Linked DNA regions of Sus scrofa: region 1 is linked to region 2. The links are chromatin contacts, called in public HiChIP or PLAC-seq maps. All regions are on one chromosome and are shown on one strand. The core of a region is the stretch at or near the end of the contact, and the rest is flanking DNA. Distances in the headings are between cores, read along the strand shown. Region 1 holds the start of ADPRHL2 (poly(ADP-ribose) glycohydrolase ARH3). Region 2 has its middle 14 kb from the start of THRAP3.

Region 1 (3,339 bases), core at 168-2,667, 98 kb after region 2:
ATACCAAACCATACTTTTATCTTCTCCTTTTCCAATTCTTCCTAAACACAACTGAAATCTAACTTTTTTTTTTTGCCTTGTAGGGCTGCACCTGCGGCATATGTAGGTTCCCAGGCTAGGGGTTGAATCAGAGGTACAGCTGCTGGCCAACGCCAGAGCCACAGCAATGCGGGATCCAAACCATGTCTGCAACCTACACCACAGCTCATGCCATGCTGGATCCCCCTGAGCAAGGCCAGGGATGCAACCTGCAACCTCATGGTTCCTAGCCAGATTTGTTTCCACTGTGCCATATGGGAACTCCTGAAATCTAACTTCTAAGGTTCAACTTTCTACTGAAAATGCTTTTCTAAATCTAGATTTCCCGAGACTTAACCCCTTTTACCATCACACCAGTGACCAGTGTCTTCGTCCAGAAATTCTTGAGTTTTGTTGTTACGCATCTCCCCACTTCTCCTATCAAACAATTTCCTTCTCTAGCTCCTTTTCCTCCTTCAGGGTTCTGGGTGTGGCCCTTTTCCCTTACTATTCTATATGCTCTCCCAGAAGACTCATTCTCTGCTTGACCTCAGCTGTGATACTGAGCTGAGATCTGGGTGATGAGCAGACTGCCCAGGGGAGAGAGCTTTACAGGCAAACGGACAGCGGTACATGCAAAGGCCTCGGCAAGAGGAAGCACGATGTGACAGCAATGCAGAGCGGTACAAGATGAAACTGGGGCCGCAGGGGAGGACCGGCCACAGATGGCACGTTAAAGAGTTTGATTCTGTCTTAATGGTAATGGAAAATCACTGCAGAGCTTCACGCGCGCGGGAGGCAGCCATCAGATCTGTTTTCAGATGCGCACTCCCAGCTGCGTGGAGATGGACCGGTGGTGCACTGATCCAGGAGAACTGGGTAAATCGGGTCGAATCGGCAGGGGTGTACTACTGGACAAGGCAATCTAGGCGTGGCCTGTACCGCGGGAGGATGGGGTTGCCAGGCCCGTAACCGGCAAACGTCTGGGGCGAGACTCGTGAAGATGGGGCTCGGATTTAAACAAGCTGAGTCCGAGGTGCCCGCAAGTCCTGCAGATCCGGCCACTCACTCCCGCTGCGGTTCCCTCCCTCCCAGCGTCCCTCGCGACCCTTGGCCTCCACGTGCCCCAGTGCGTCCGGGCCCGCCCACCTGTCCGCGGGCTCCCCGCCGATCCGGGGTCCGGCTCCAGGTCCTGGACCTGACGCAGGACTGACGTCAGGTCGACCGTGTCGCGCGCCTCGTAGACGGCGCCCACGCAGTCCCCGAGCAGCGCGCCAGCCAGGCAGCCTCGGAAGCGGGAGAGGGAGCGGGCCGCCCCTGCCCCTCCGGAGGCCGCTGCCGCCGCCGTCATCGCTGCCACTGCCATCCGCGCCGATCCGCAGCCACTTCCGGTGCGGCCGACGCGTGCCCAGCGGCGCCGCTTCCCTGGCCCCACAGCGACACCCCGAGGCGCGGAGTCATAATTCCCGCGCGCGAGTGACCTGGGTGGTCCCGCAGCCCTGGTTCGATTGGGCTCGGCCTCTGGTTTTAGTCCCCATCCCCCACCCCTGGAAAGGGCATCACAGTCGGACGGGACGTCCACTAAAGGGTCCCCAGGGGTGGGCACTGAGCCAGACTGTAGGGTCACTGGCTCCGAGGCCTTTATGTGCCCGGGTACCCCAGCCCTCCCAGGGCAGCCGCCGCTCATGGCCCCCACTCAGGGCTGGGTGCCCCTCATCCCCAAGCCCTCCCCCCATCACCCTGGCCCCCTCAGGGCCTCTCCTAGGCATCCAGAGGGCAGGCTAGGGTCCAACTGGGGCAGAGCTTGTTGGAGGTCGCACAGCTAGAGCCCAGGGGTGCTGGCCTGGTCGAGACAGGCCCCCTGAGGGGAGAAAGGGGAAGGAGTGGGATTTGGAACTTGGAGCTTGAGGGATGATGTTCCCCGCCTGTGCTCCTCCAACTACAGGGGTAGCAGAGAACCCTCTGGACTGAGAACCCCCCACCTTTATTGACTCATTATCCCCACCTCCACTTCATTTCCCACCAGCCTTCCCCTCTGTTCTCAGCCCCTCGCTAGGTCAGCTCCAGCTGGCAGGTCTTGAGTGGACTCAGGGTGCGGTTTGTGGTGCGTGTGAAGGTGTCCACCTCAGGCACAAACTTCTCAGCAGGCACGGTCAGCTTCCGACGAGTATCCATGCACTTGGTGTCCAACAGCATGGAGTTGGCCTTGCAGGCGATATCAGCCTGCAGCCGAGCCAGGTGCTTGTACAGGGCATCCAGAGCGTCCCTGGGGAGGGAGGATTAACAACCCACCACCACTACATGAGGCTGGGCAGGCAGGGCTGAGCTTACCCACCTTGAGTCAGGAAGCCAGCAGGGAAGCCAGCAGGCAGCACGCCGCTGGGGTGGTGGGAGTTGTCTCCCCGCCCCTCCTGCTCACTCCCCAAACCTACTGTGCTTGAGCCAGCTTCTGCTTCAGGGCGGCAATGGTTGCCTCTAACTGGTGAACCTCATCAGTGAGGCCGAACTGTGCCTGGAGGTAGAGGAGCAGGTGGGAGGGAATCCCAGGTCAGCCAGGCTGTCCTTCTGCCCATGGGCCAGGGGGTGGCCTATGCCAGAACCCCTGCTCCACCAGGGAGCCCGTGCCCCGCTGGGGTGCCCTCATACCTGGTCACGGCAGAGTTCCACATTAGGCCGGTAGGTCCTGGTCTCTAGCCGGGTATGGCATAGCTTCAGGTTCTGCAACTTTCTGCGCAGATCCTCCTCCAGGTGCCGGATGTCCTCCTGCAGCTCAGCAATCTCCTCCAAGGTCTGCAGGGACAGAGGGACTGGTCTCCACCTGGTGCACCCAGTCCAGGGCTTCCTGGCAAGGCCCCAGGCTCCTCATCCCACAGCAGGAAGTCCAGGCCCCAGGAGATACGCGGAGAAGCTCACATTCTTCTCTTGCCACTTGAGCTCACTGTACACCTTCTCCATCTCCCGCAGCCGCTTCCTGAAGGCAAATTCCGTTGCAACCCTTTGGGCTTCGAGTTCATTGTTGGTCTGAAGGACAGGAAGTAGGCAGGACAAGGGGAAGGTATAAGCTTTGGCCTCTGGCCATCTGAGGATGTGGCTCAGGTGAGGGGTGGGATGCCACATGGCTGACAGGGAACAAAAGACAAAGGCTTGAGTGCATGCTGTGGCCGTCCCTTGGCCACTGAGGATCGGGGGAGCAGGAGGGGGTCAGGCACCTCGGCAATAGTTAGGGCGATGGCCTCCCTCAGCTCCACGGCTCCTTTCATCTCAGCCTCTGCCCGGTTCTTGTTGAACTGACTGAAGTCATCCCACTGCTGGAGAGTGGTG
Region 2 (3,493 bases), core at 417-2,916:
TTGCTATTCCCTATGCTCTTGAAATTATTCACCACTTCAGTGACATCAAATTGGGAGCTTGAAGTTGGCCATGATAGGGGAATTTACACCATGGAAATTGGCAAATGCTACAAATCTCTCCCTAACACCTCAGCCCACTCCCATAGCCATTTGTAAACATTTTCCAGTGCAACACTGGGTAGCGGATTCCCAAAACATGCTTGGGATTGCATTTCCCACCAGCTTGGCTGGCAGGGGGTTTGGAGCAGACAATGGGATTCAGACAAATAAATGACATATAAATGACATGTCTTACATCTGAGTATTGTGGGTAAAATGCATACTTGTTACAAATACCTAGTCCAGACATACTTGGGGGCTCCCCTCTCCCTCCTCCCTTCTAGGCAAGAGTATAAGGCTACTCACTAAGCACCCCTTAGGGCACCTCAAACACCCTGTGATGCCTACTGGATGGAATAAGACCAGAAATGCCATAATCCATGAGGGCAGGGGGTAGGGGGCAGGGACTTTGTTCACAGCTGCTTTGTGGATTTTTTTTTTTTTTTTTTTTTTTTTTTTTTTTTTTTTGCTTTTTAGAGCTGTGTCTGCACCCTACACCACAGCTCTCGGCAACACCGGATCCTAAATCCACTGAGCAAGGCCAGGGATCGAACCTGAAACCTCATGGTTCCTAGTCAGATTCGTTTCTGCTGCGCCAGACAGGAACTCCTCTTTTTGCTTCTTTAGCATTTTACTTGCGACATACGGAAGTTCCCAGACTAGGAGTCAAATCAGGAGCTGGAGCACCTGGCCTTAGCCACAGCCACAGCAACGCCATGTCTGAGCCATGTCTGCAACCTACACCATAGCTCGCAGCAACGCTGGATCCTTAACCCACTGAGTGAGGCCAGGGTTTAAACCTGCTTCTGTTTGGATACTAGTCAGGATTGTTACCCCTGAGCCACAACGGGAACTCCTGTTCACAGCTACTTCAGCAGACCTTCAGACCCCTTCTCAGTCTCAGCAGTTCTCCCAGTTTTCCTGGCTTCAGAGTCAAAGCAGCTGAAGCCACACTGGGGATGAGGGCAGGTATACACGAGGACTGGTTCCCGAGAGGAGAATCAGAATGAGCAGGAAACCAGGAGTTGCCTCTCAAGAACATGGATCTACTTGGGAGCAGGAAAACTCATCCGTCAGGGGCATTTCCTCCCCAGAAAACATTTGGCAATGTCTAGAGACATTTTTGGTTGTCACACTTAAGGGGAAGGGTGCTACTGGCATCTGGTGGGCAGAGGCCAGGGATGCCACCAAACATCCTACAATGCACAGGACAGCCACCCCAGTTCCCCATCAGAGAATGATCCTGCCCCAAACACCAGTAGTGCTGAGCTTGAGAAGCCCTGGGATAGGAGATACAGTGGGGAGAAATTCAGACAGGGCAAGGTCTAGGAAGAGATTAAAAAAAAAACCAAAATCTCTCCTGGCCTGTGTGCTACGGGCCCCTTCCCCCCCCCCCCCCCCGCAACACCTGTTTCTGTGTGTAGCCATTCAGTCTCTTCTGGGTCTTGTCCTGTTTCTCTAGTCCCTCTCTGGTGATGCCCTTGTTTGTTTATCTCTTGGTCTCTTTTTCTCACTCTCAGCTATGCCATCTGCCCTGGCTGGATTCTTGTGTTCTGAGACATGAGACAAGCCTTTGGCATTCGTACTCCCTCGGCTTAGACTAATCACTCCAGCTGCCTCGGCCTGGGAGCCTGGCCAGGAGGTTGACGGAGGGGGAGGGTACAGAGATAGGGGACCCAAAGTTCCCCACCACTCTTCACACCACCCGTCTTACCTTTGCCCCAAGGGCCCTCCTGCCTGCCTCCGTGAGGCCTGGAGCTCCAAGTGCTGTCCCCTGGGCCTGGGGCTGAAGTGAGCCTGTGCAAGCGGCCTTGCCCTCCCCGCTGACCCCTTCTTCCCCACCCCACCCCCAGCTCCTTAAATTTCTCCTCTAGCCTAGTCCAGCAGCTGTCACAAAAACAACGGGGAGCTAGGCAGCTCCTCCCTCGTGGTCCTGCCCAAGGCGGTAAGTGACACCAGGCTCACTGCTACTGAGCCCAGGAACTCCTGCCAAGCGACAAGTCACTTGTGGTCTCTGCTCCAGTCCTGGTTTCTAGGACCCAGAGCCCAAAGCTCAGACCCAGGACATGGTACCCTTTGCTTGGAACCCAGTGCTCAGCATCCAGGCTCGATTACCAGTGCCCATCACCAGGACCCAGGGCCAAAGACTCAGCCCTCAGTGCCTGGTGCCAGAGTTGTCTGCCCTGCCCCTCACTAACCTCCCCTGGCAGACTCCTGGGGCCAAGGCTGCTGTGTGCTGGGCCATCAGAGCCCATGGTGGGCACTATGTGAGGCCAGGGACCCTGCAGAGGACTCTACTGGCAAGTTTCAAAACAAATTGGAGTGACTTTTAATGTGAGAAAAAAGAATGTATTTGTGTATGGGTAACTGGGTCACCATGCTGTGCAGTAGGAAAAAAATATATATTGGGAAAATAAAAAATAAATAAAATTTAAAAAATGAAATAAAAGTGAAGTAAAAGTTTTTTTTTTTTTTTTTTTTTAACTTTTTAGAGCCACATCTGCGGCACAGGGAAGCTCCCAGGCTAGGGGTTGAATTGGAGCTGCGGCTGCAGCATCTTGGGATCTAAGCCGCGTCTGTGACCTACACCACAGCTCACAGCAACACCAGATCCCCAACCCACTGAGTGATGCCAGGCATCGAACCTGTGTCCTCATGGATGCCAGTTAGATCTGTTTGCACTGAGCCAGGACAGGAACTCCTAAAGTCACTTAAATGAAGATTTGAACTAAAAATTAGAGGAAGTTCCCATGTGGCTCAGTGGGTTAAACATCTGCTGTTGTCACTGCTGCGAACTTCTACATGCTGCAGGTGCAGCCAAAAAACAAAAAAATAAATAAAATAAAAATTAGAGAAAGGACCAGCAGTCCTTTCTCCCTCCAGCAGTCAGAGGGAGGGCAAAGGTCAGATAAAACAGAGGATGCCCAGGTAAATTTGAATTCAGGTAAAAACAAAGACATTTTGGAGTGCCTGTCATGGCACAGAGGAATCAAATCCAATTAGGAACCATGAGGTTGCGGGTTTGATCCCTGGCCTCAATCTGTAGGTTAAGGATCTGGCGTTGCCATGAGCTATGGTGTAGGTCGAAGACTTGGATCAGATCCCACATTGCTGTGACTCTGGCATAGGCTGGTGGCTACAGCTCCAATTCAACCCCTAGCCTCCACATGTTGCTGGTGCAGCCCTAAAAAGACAAAAGACCAAAAAAAAAAAAAAAAAATCCATAGGGACAAAAGAACATGGGATGAAATATCGCTTCTGCTCCTGCCTCTTTGCCACCCAGTTCCCTTCCCCACTTGTCTGTGTTTCCTTCCAGAGACATCTTGTTGCCACAGTCAGATCATCGTCCTGGCCTCCAGCCTGTCCAACCTGCCTCCATACTGTGGCCGGCTGG

The links. HiChIP or PLAC-seq counts read pairs in DNA pulled down with a chosen protein or histone mark.
Region 1: an H3K27ac HiChIP or PLAC-seq map of skeletal muscle shows a contact between it and region 2. The contact joins the promoter of ADPRHL2 here to the enhancer-like site in region 2. A contact is called at or near these places in 13 of 47 Hi-C or Micro-C datasets (blood, embryonic fibroblasts, epiblast stem cells and 5 more) and 2 of 2 datasets of contacts at active chromatin or transcription factors (alveolar macrophages and skeletal muscle).

Annotation. Positions count from the first base shown.
Region 1 is chr6:92,236,545-92,239,883 of Sscrofa11.1, reverse strand. It overlaps ADPRHL2 (poly(ADP-ribose) glycohydrolase ARH3), which reads right to left and starts at 1,417. Exons shown (of 6, transcript XM_003127788.4): 1 at 1,168-1,417. The coding sequence starts at 1,384. It overlaps TEKT2 (tektin-2), which reads right to left. Exons shown (of 10, transcript XM_005665212.2): 6 at 3,228-3,339; 7 at 2,932-3,039; 8 at 2,665-2,808; 9 at 2,451-2,530; 10 at 1,759-2,284. The coding sequence ends at 2,071.
Region 2 is chr6:92,334,739-92,338,231 of Sscrofa11.1, reverse strand. No RefSeq gene overlaps it. Among named protein-coding and RNA genes, the nearest start is that of THRAP3, 14 kb to the left of the region's middle. Within about 2 kb of position 1,666, at least 34 of the 83 cell types and tissues checked have an H3K27ac peak or open chromatin away from gene starts, as enhancers often do. A contact at or near this core is called in skeletal muscle, where this site is marked.